Linked DNA regions of Mus musculus: region 1 is linked to region 2. Evidence: chromatin contacts called from public promoter capture Hi-C data. All regions are on one chromosome and are shown on one strand. Each heading gives the region's core, a stretch centred on a gene start, on an enhancer-like site or on the middle of the called end of the contact. The rest is flanking DNA. Distances are from core to core; before and after follow the strand shown.

Evidence for each region. Promoter capture Hi-C pulls out the DNA fragments that hold promoters and counts their contacts.
Region 1: a promoter capture Hi-C map of pre-B cells shows a contact between it and region 2, with 11 times the contacts expected there. The contact joins the promoter of Cfap97 here to the promoter of Rwdd4a in region 2. A contact is called at or near these places in 7 of 39 promoter capture datasets (the C10 cell line, the HPC-7 cell line, hippocampal neurons and 3 more), 5 of 484 Hi-C or Micro-C datasets (B cells, CD4 T cells, CD8 T cells and 1 more), 2 of 115 datasets of contacts at active chromatin or transcription factors (fibro-adipogenic progenitors and microglia) and 2 of 9 other capture datasets (adipose tissue and liver).

What each region holds. Positions count from the first base shown.
Region 1 is chr8:46,161,577-46,166,791 of GRCm38.p6, forward strand. Cfap97 (cilia and flagella associated protein 97) reads left to right here and starts at 2,075. Exons shown (of 5, transcript NM_025747.4): 1 at 2,075-2,173.
Region 2 is chr8:47,531,870-47,537,152 of GRCm38.p6, forward strand. It overlaps Rwdd4a (RWD domain containing 4A), which reads left to right and starts at 1,776. Exons shown (of 8, transcript NM_203507.3): 1 at 1,776-2,074. The coding sequence starts at 2,051. It overlaps Trappc11 (trafficking protein particle complex 11), which reads right to left and starts at 1,601. Exons shown (of 30, transcript NM_177240.3): 1 at 1,450-1,601.

The sequences.
Region 1 (5,215 bases), core at 825-3,324, 1.4 Mb before region 2:
CCATGATAGCAGTGCAAAGGCATGGCATGGCAGCAGGGACAGATGACAACTCCCTTCTTAATCCAAAAGCAGGAGGCAGAGCAGTAGAAGGCTTTTGAGATCTTTGCCAAAGCTCACCCCTAGTGCCACACTTCCAACAAGGCACACCTTACTCCTTCCCAAACAGTTCCACCAACTGAGGACCAAGTATTCAAATACATGCATATAGAGGTTATTTTCGTTCAAATCATTTTTAGTGAAGTCCCTGTGTTTTCTTGTGTTGTTGGCTATTTGTATCTTCTTTGGAGAAATGTCTACTCAAACACTTTATATCTACCCTGACAGAATATTTTTTCATTAGTTAAAAATTAAGTGAAATACTGTCTTTGAGCCAACAAAATGAAGAAAAAAAGTTTCTCTTTGTTAATAATCAGGACCCCAAAAATATAAAATATATTGTTCAAAATAAGAGTCCTTTCTTGAGTCTGATGGCTGTGGTTGTGATCACACACACACACACACACACACACACACGATTAGACACCTAGACACTTAGTGAAGCTCACCTCTGGGTGTGTCTGGAGGGCATTTCCAGAGACATCATGTGGGCTCTGATCTCATCAATGAAGTGACCCTTGATGGATTCATAATATGCTGGCATTATTAGCAGGTGGTGATAGGGAGGAGGTGGCGCCTAGGTGGAAGAAGGTCACTAGAGGTATCTCTAGCATTATACCTTGCCCTGGCCTCTTCCTGTAGGCCAGATTCTCCAGTCTTATAATTCCACAAACTGCTGCTCTGTAGTGCCATGAAGGACTGAACCCTCTCAAAATGTGAGTCAACACATCTTTCCTCACTGTGTTAGCTATTCTGTCATGGCTCTGACAAACAATACACTCGTAGTCCCTAGGATATAATGTTAAGTTTGTGCTTGCTTCCTTAGTACCTTTATTTAAGTGCTGAGAACTTATTATGGCTGTAACAAATTACTACAAAGTTAGATGTATAAAACAACTCATTGATTTGGATTAGGGAGCTGTGGAGGTCAGAAATCTAAAATCCAGGCATATTTGAGTTCTTTCGGGGTAGAAGCCACTTCTCCCCTCTTTTCAGTCTTCCAGAGATGCATGCATTCTTTGGCTCATTGACTCTTCCACACATCACTCAACTATTTTGTGTCCCAGCTCCTACAACTAACTGGCTTGGAAGCTTTTGCCTCTCCCTTTTATAGGGATTTATAGTGGCTGATTACACAATGAGCTCCTGGATAATGTAAATTTAATTGCATCAGCTAAATTCTTGTGCCAGATAAAGTAACATATTCGTGTACTCTGGTGATTAGAGGATAGAGATCAGGAGTGTACTGCCATTCCTGACCCTTAGATGTGTCAACAAGAAATTAAGGCACTCAACCGTCTATAGAGATCATTTTTTATATTGCTTAAAGTGGACCTTCACCATCAGAAGGGCCATCCTTTATGGGTTACCTGCCCCGGTGCATATTAACTATGCTTGAATTTGAAATTTTTTCCTCCTTTGACACGGGCCTCACGATATAGCCCTGGCTGGCCTGGAAGTCACTATGTAGAACACAGGGATTCCTCTCCCTCTACTCCCAAGTGCTGAGACCAATGGCATCCGCCACCAGGACTGGTTCGTGTAAACAGCGTTTTGCTGAAATAAAATCGAACAAAACACACAGTCGTCCTCCATTTTTATTATTGTCATCTTGTTACAGAATTACAAGATTACAGCGTCTTTTTAGGAAACCATCCCGGACGTCTAGACCTACCGCAGCGTCGTGGGTAGGCGAGCAGGTGATGCCCTGGACAACAGGGAGGCCTTGGTGGCCTCCTTTCCATGAGCCTCCGAGACCTCGCGAGGTCCTGCCGAGAAGCTGTCGCCCCTGCAGCGCCGGCCTGATCACTTTGACCGGGTCTCCCGGAACTACGGACGACAGGAGCGCAGCCCTCACCCTCGCCGGCAGAGACTCGGCTCCGCGCTCGCCCCGCCTTTCCCCTTCCGCTGAGTCCAACCCCCGGAGCTTCCGCCCGCGCTCAGGCGTGCGCCGGTCTCCGTTAGCTTCTACCGCGGGGGAGGGAGAACGGTGGAGGTGTGGCTGCGCGTGCGCAGAGCGAGCGAGAACCCGAACGCTCCGCGGGGCGCAAGAGTCCGTGGCGGCCACAGTTCGCAGGTGAGCGGCGCTCGGGCTTCCGCATCCGGTCGGTCTCCAGCGGGCGAGACGGCCCTCCCCTGCGTTCGGGGTCCGTTTCCCCGGTTCAGTGCCCGACGGAGGCGAGCACCCGGGGTGGGTACCGCCGAGCCTCCACGGTGGGGGGGACACAGGCTGTCCTCAGCCCTAGGCGCCGCCACCTCGGCCTCGCTAGCCCGCAGGGCGAGCGACGTGGTAACCGCTATTAAAAAAAAAAAAAAAAAAAAAAAAACGATAGCCCGGCCCGCAGGACGCGAGAGGAGGCGTGGAGTCGGGGTCCGAGCCCACGGCTGCCCCTCTCCGGGCGCTTGAACCCGAACCCACAGCTCTGAGGCACTGAGTGTGAAGAGGCAACCGACTGGGGTCCTGGAAGAAGCCCCAGACTCCTGAAAACCAGGTGTTCAGTTTGAGCCAAGATTTTTGTATGCTTAATTTGGTGCCCTATTGTGTCCATATCGACAGATAAGGACTTATCTCAAATGTACAAAATGCCGTTTTTAATGACAGGTTATTCGAGTATTCTTTCTGGTGTATTGGGAAAGCGCTGTTATTTCTACTGCTAGTTCTGCATAAGCTAAAACATCACTCTCCAAGTAACTTCCAGGTAGCTTTGACAGCAACCTGGCTCGATCCACCAGAGGGTTGTTAGAGTCTCATGAACCATCCTTTGATTTTTATCCTTCTCCCGTGTGTTGTAAGATAATCTTAACGATCCTATAAAGCTACAATTTTTCTTGCCTATTCCCGAATGTAAGTTGAATTAGAAGCAACCTTGATGTAAATTTTGGCAAAAGAATCGTTAATGAGGGAGATCGTCCGCTAAGTTTTCCTGGAACTTAAGTTTGTGTGTGTACAGCCACTCTTGCCCAATAGAAATTCTGACTATAAACACCAGAAATTTGACATACACTAGGCAGTGGGCCACCTCTCCAGCGGAGAGAGGGACATTATCAAAATACGCTGGAAACATGATGGTTTTATTCTGTTTACATAGGAGGCAGAGTAAGAACCTGGGCTGAGCCTTAAATCTCCAGACCTCTTTGTGGGATAAACCCAACTGTTGTAGGTCTTTTTCTAGACACTGGATGTATAAAGGTGAACAAGAAAGACCTCTGGAGCGCCCAGTCTGGTAAGAGTGGCTATACCTCCACCTCCTCCTCGCCCCATCCTCTCCTCTCTCCATCTTTCTCCAGAGCTCAGGTGATCCTCTTAATTTGGCTTCACTAGTAGTTGATTTATAAGCACACGCTATAAGGGGTCCAACGCTAGCCAGTCTCGTGAGGAGACTCCCGTAGGCAAAGTTTTAGACAAATCTCTTCCCGTTCTGCTCTTGGACCCCTAGAAACTAATTAGACGAGACAGCATCAGTGTGGAAGACCACAGTACAATTTCCTGTGTCCTTCATCCGGTGCCATTCACCGTCTCTTTTGAGAAATGGCCTTGTTTGGCCTAGAACTCACCAAGTAGAAGACTGGCTGGCCAGCAAGTCCTTAAGGATCCACCACCTCAGCACCATGTTTACAAACACACGCCAGCGCCCTCTCCTCCCCCCAACTGGAGCACTGGAACTATTTAAGCTTTTCTATCTCACCCAACCTACTTCTGAATAAACCTAAGCATACACTTCAGTAAGATGTCACATGTCTGTTAGTCAAGATGTACTACTGTTTCTGAGCAAACCATTAATAACTTCTGTTACGATGATGACTGCTTTTTTCTTTAATAAACTTATTGGGGGACACACTCATTAGTACTTGTGGAGGTTGGGAGGACCAGGGCTTAGTTCTCCTGTTCCATCCTGTAAGTCCCAGGAACCAAACTCAGGCTGGCAGGCTTGGTAGCAAGCACCATTACTGACCCAGTGATCTCAGTGGTCCTAAACTGACTTTTCGGTTATGGCTACGATTCTGCAAACTATCTCATCATTTAGTGATTTTTTTTTTTGTCTAGTATGAAATTCTTCAATTTCAAGAGATTTACGTTAGAGCTCGTACAATGTATTTTTAGGTTGATTTAGTGCTGGGTCTATCCATTTGGGAAGTACTTATCCTAGATGAGATAATATTGCCCTTAACACTTGAAACTCCAGGACTACTCAATTTAAATTTCCATCCATTTCTCTTATATTACCATTTAGTAACAATTTGGAATTTCCATAGATCAGTGACATTTCAAACTCATTGATGAGACCCCCCCCAGTAAGAAACAAGTTTTATATCAAGTACTACTATATGGAATATATATAAAGATAGAAATAAATTTCATGAAACATTACTTCAAATGTGGCATGCACTTTTCAATTTTTATACTGCTGTGCTTTAAAGATTAGCATGGCCTACTGAATTTATCTTACATTGAGCTATGACATGTGGTTTATTATAATACTTGAGGTTGTGCTTTCAAACTGTTCTTTTGAAATTTAAGGAAACATAAAAACCATTATAATTGCAAAGTTATTAGCCAGAAATGATAGAGGAGGGAAACAGCCAACTGTAATTTCAGGCCTTTATTGTTTTCAATAAGCAATAAGTTATCTTACAAAAACAAAACAAAACAAAACAAAAACCATTTAAGGAGGGGGAGCTAATTGGGTTATAAAGGTCCCTGCCATTTGTTCAGTGAGTATTTTGACTTTTTTTTTAACGTGAGTGGCTAGAATGCTATCTAATATTCTGGGGATCCTGCCCTAACTGGCCTTTCCTCAGTTTTGTCCCCTCCTTTTCTTCCTGCATTTAGACTCATAGATGTTTAATGTATGCTCTTCCTACCTATCGTCTATGGCTTTGTCTTTATGTGTGTGCCTACTGAAGACTACCACATAGTTTCCTGTTATTTATTGTTGCTCATTTAGTCCTGATTTTTAATTCAACACTATTTCTTTATAGATCTCAATGTATCCTTTTTATCAGATCTTGATACTATTTTACTTATCCATTTCTTCTTAGACATTAGGAGAGGATGTTTGTAACTCGTTGCTGTTACAGAGCTTAATATACGCATTCTTGTACATGTCCCTGGATCACA
Region 2 (5,283 bases), core at 526-3,025:
CTAATTAGCTACCTCACACTCAAACGCTAAAGGAACAATGGATAGTGCAACATGAGTTGGAAAGCTTGCCAGAAATGATGTATCTACACCATAAGCTTGCAGAACTGCTTCAAAAGACCTTTGGGGAGGGTTGTGCTATGAGGGCAAAGAAATCCACAGCTTCTGGGGAGTAAGATGAAGAGCAAAATAGAAGTGGTCAAAATATAATATGGCTACCATATCTGCCTAAAACCAAACAGTCTAGATGAGAATGTGAAAGGGCCTTTTCCCTTGATCTTAGAGGCTCCAAAGAAATAGCTGTGGCCCTTGAATATTGACCGGCTATAAGGGGAAGTAGAATAAACTTGCAAAGTTTTAAAATTAGCACCACCTGAGAGGTATACAGCATGAATCAAAGAAAAAAAAAGTCAAAATTTCCAGCAGTTATGTTAGAAGGGAAAAGAGAAGTTGGCTCAGAAAGCACTCCTGAAAACCCATCATTGGAGAGGCAGAGGCAGGGGGCAGTTTCAGGCCAGCCAGGGCTATGGAGATATCAAAGACAGCCTCCCAACTCCCCCCCAAAAGAAAAAGAAAGATGTGGGATTTTAGATATATTCTATTTTAGCCAACAATATTTTCCAAACATCATTATAAGTTATCGATGAACTTGTAAAAACCTATTTGTGCATTGTCTTCAAGCCTGTGCGTATTTTATAGGAACTGCACACCCTCCGTTAAACTAGCAGATTTCAAGTGCTCTCTAGCCTTCCCTTAGTTACTGGCTCTCACAGCTGACAGTGTAAATCTTTTCCAACAACGTCATGAAAACTACACCAGCAATCCCGGCTTTATTCTACCTTACAAGCTTGGACACTTGCAATGGTCCTGACTATGCTGTAGGAAAATTTAAAAAGGAACGGAACAGGACAAGTGTTGACTGAATAGATTTCAGTGACACACAGGAAAGAAATCGCTTCCTGATTTCCCGGAAAATAATGGAGAAACCAAGCAAACCATTGACAGAGAGGGAACATGGAGAAGTACAAAGTTAAGTCCTCAGCACCAGATCACCTCGTCAGTGCAATCTATCATAGAAGAGAAACAAGCTAACCCAATCAGAGTATCTACTAAAGAAGACGGCTATCAATAAACAGGTGGTTTGGGATGCAAGTCACCGGCTAACAAGCAAGGATTCAGAGACATCCGATTGCAAAACGCTCAAATGAAGAACCAAAGGGCTGTCCCTAGGATCTCAGCATTAGGCTCTAGTAGCTGCCACTGGGCAAGGAGAATAACCTCAAAGTCCTAGAAACTGACATTATTTTCCTCCACCACTCCCACCTCTCTGGCAATAATTCTTTGCAGGGGAAGGAGAAACGCCAAGATTGCATCGGTGGACGCCAAGGGGAAACGCAGGCCACCAAGCCAGCCGGGATAGCCTGGCCTGGAAGGTCTCTGGGCCCAACTCACCCTGGCCGCACGCCCTGGACCCGCTGCAGCTGCGGCGAGTCGCCGTCAGCCCCGAAAGAGGCAAGAGAGCCAGGCAGGGGCGTCTAGGAATGCGGCCACCGACAAGCAACAGCCCCAGCCGCAGACCGGGCGACAGAAGGCGACACTTCCTTTTCCCCGCCTCCGCTGGCACAGGAAGCACTTCCTGGGCTTGAGTGACAGCACTCCACACCAGTCCTGGAATAGAACGGGTTTCCTTGTTAGGAAGGTGTTCCATTTCCTAGAGGAGAAAGAGTTGGGGGCGGAAAGAGAAGGAGCCAATAGGAGACGCGATCGTGAGAAGGGGCGGGGCTTCCTCGGTACCGCCCATCAGTAACTGGTCAGAGGTCTAGGTGTCCCTTAACGTGATCCCGGTTCCCGATCACACATAACGCGATCCTGGGTTCCCGGCCCACAATCGACTGCCGGTGGCTTGGTGCTGCCGAGGATCTGGAGCGCACGAGGTCGTACCCACGGCTGCGAGGAGGATTTCTCTAGACCGAGGCGCGGAAACGGGGTGCCCCGGCCTCCCGCCCGCTGCCCGCCCGTTCATCGCGGTAGCGAACGCCGTGCGCCCGGCACGATGGGTGCCAACGAGGACCAAGAGGTGAGAACCCAGGACTAGACACCCCTGTCCCGGCGCAGGTCACGACGTGGAGCACCCAGACTTCGCACGTGTCCTTTGCTCTGAGAACCTTCTTCGCCTGTCCGGATGTCCCACGTTGGTGGTTCCCCTGCCAGATAGCACTGGGCAACCTTATGGCCAGCAAGCACGAATGGGTTACGTGAGACTCAGCCTCCCGCTTCCCTCATTTGTCATTTTTGTATTTAGGTCTTCCTAGATTTCCTTGGTAAGATGAGTGTCCTTGGTCCACGACCCTAGAGCACTTGGCCGTCCTTAAATCCCTTGTGTGGCTTAGCGCTTGTGTGTCGAGTTATTCTGTCTTCAAATCTGAACGCCTTTAAATTTGAAAACTTGTGGTCTCGTGGAAAGGGTCGATCGAGTAAGTAAAATCTCTACAGAAAAATGAATGACCCTGGTGTTTCGGTTTCTGTCCATAATGCTCAGTGAAGTCACTCCTCAGTCTGTTGTTGAGGGATATACAATATTTTTGAGCATCCTCATGTCAATCAGAATTTTGTAGTTTGTGTTTTGGTTTTTGTTGTTGTTGTTATTGGTGGTGGTGGTTTGTTTGCTTTGCAAAATATCAAAGTCGGAAGGAATAGGTCCTATAAATCACCTGTCATTGAACTTTCCAACTCTGTAATGTGTCCAGATGAAAAAGGAAAAAGAGCACCCTAGCTTGGTGAACGTGGTAGAGTAAGGATTAGAAGATAAATCCCACCTGGCGGTAGTGGTGTACGCCTTTAATCCCAGTGTTAGGGTGGCAGAGGCAGGCTGATGTCAGAGTTTGAGACTAGCCTGGTGTTCCAAAAATGCCTTCTCAAACAAAGAAGACAAATCTTATGTAGCAGTAGACTCCTTGTGTAGTAGTAGATACATAGTAATTTGTTGTTTGTTTTGAATATGTTGCTTAAAAATTAACATTTGACAATGTGGGTGTTAATAGAATCTAGACTACAAATACTCCATACAGGAACCCCACATTCACAAGGTAATTGGTATCTGAATATCCTGCTAAAATATTCTTACCAGTTCAATGAATCCAAAGCATTAATAAATCCAGGTGAGGGAGACTAGAGAGGAAGGGTTAGAGACTACTAGTGAGTGGTTACAGACATAAATGGAGAAGAGGAAAGTCTAATGTCATTTTACACAGTGAATGACTCGTTTTACAGTACCCTGTGCATTTCATAATAGCTAGAAGAGCTTCGAATGATTCATTGACAAATAAGTGGTTGAAAACTTGGGGTGATAGTTGTAACAGGGACACTTACCAAAGAACTGCATTGTATCCCATAAATAAATACAATTTTTAAAATAGTTTTTTTTTTTAACATATATGAGTGTTTTGCCTACATATATGTATGTGTACCACTCGGGTGTCTGGTACCCAAAGAGGCTGGAAGAGGATGTTGGATACCCGAACTGGTGTTCTAGACAGCTGGGAACCACCATATAAGTGCTAGAAATTGAACCAGGTCTCTCCGTTCTTAACCCCTGAGCCATCTCTCCAGCCCCAACCAATAAAATTATTCTGTGTCAGTTTGAAAATAGTTCTTTCTCCGAGCAAAGCACAATGTAACACTTAATGGATTTGACTGCCGGGCCACCATCACCACTGGTTGCTGACTCCACCTCAGACCTAACGAGTCAGAATTTCTGTGGTAGAGTCCAGGAATCTTTGATTTCAGCAGCGAAGTTTTATTCTTCCTCATGATAGGTGTCTGGATCTTTGAAGATAGTTTCCTGCCCGGTTTTGAAGATACTGCCTTTGAAAAATAAAACAAAACAACTAAAAACACATCATATGTTTCCAGTTCACTTTTGTTCATGTATCTTAGTTCCTGTGCTGTCCTGAACTGAGTATAAGGACAGAATCCCCTCCATTTGCCTCTGCTGAAACCGTTGCATCACACTGTCTTCTGATTTACTGTCTGTCCACATCCACTTAGTGCTTTCTACAAAGTAGTTCATCCCACATCCTCTACTTATATATTTAGGTGTTAAATGCAATATCTAATGTGATAATGTTAATATTTACCCTGTTAAATATTATCATAACTTGGTTTAAAAGAACTTTGGAGGGGGCTGTCCTAATTCTTTCATCGGCTTGACTTATATTTTCTTATCAGATTACCATCCATCCATTTTAACAACCTGTCATCTCTTTTTGTTCCTGCCCAAGTTATTAATTAGAATATGGAAAGAGATTATGGCCAAAGTGACATTCTCGAGTCCAGTTTGAATGTCTGTGTTTTTCTTTGTTGTTGCTGTTCTGCATTGTTTTTGTGCTGATCTGTCCTGGAAAGGGATCCTTGCTGGGATCTAAAGAGACTGAGTCCGCCGACCTTCTCTAAAGTACAGAGTTCCGCTGAGAAGGATTGTTGAGCTATATCGTGATGTAATGCTTGCAGAGTCCTAAGGATTCTAAGCTCGCCTGCCCTGTTTCTTTATGATCTAATCTGAAAATTGTACATGGAGAATAAATCAAGGTCACCCTCTTTAGTCTGCAGAGTTAATGACGTCAATCTTTTTGAAAACTAAAACAGATACTCTTGTCTTTGTTTCTCCCAGACTCAGCTCTCACGCACAGTGATGGAGATTTCTCATTTGTGGGACCACAGTGTTCTGAGAACAAAGCCTGGGCAGGGGTTACTAATTAGCATCTTCTCTTCTAGTCTCTCGATCATCTTGAATAGATCCTGTCAATTTTCTTTCTGATATTCTTTCTTGGGACTGAGCTGTACTACATAAGCATTGTATTACTTTATGGAAATGATTACCGGTATAATTGATGTTCCTTTTCAAGTGGGAAATTGTTGTGCTTCCTAGTTCTCATTTCCAAGTATTTTCAAGTTGCTTTAACCTAAATCTTTCCTCTACAGTATAGAGAAGGAATATGGTAATGTGCTCTTCACGGGGTCTATTCGAGAATTAAGTGAGCTGATACAATGTGAAACTCGTTAGTAGCACTCAACACCTACCCTTTTTTTTTTTTTTTTTTTTTTTTTGGTTTTTCGATCAGGGTTTCTCTGGAACTCACTTTGTAAACCAGGCTGGCCTCGAACTCAGAAATCCGCCTGCCTCTGCCTCCCAAGTGCTGGGATTAAAGGCGTGCGCCACCACCGCCCAGCTCCCAACACCTACCCTTAAGGTACCTGTTGTTAATGTGATTGTACTGTGGTGGTATG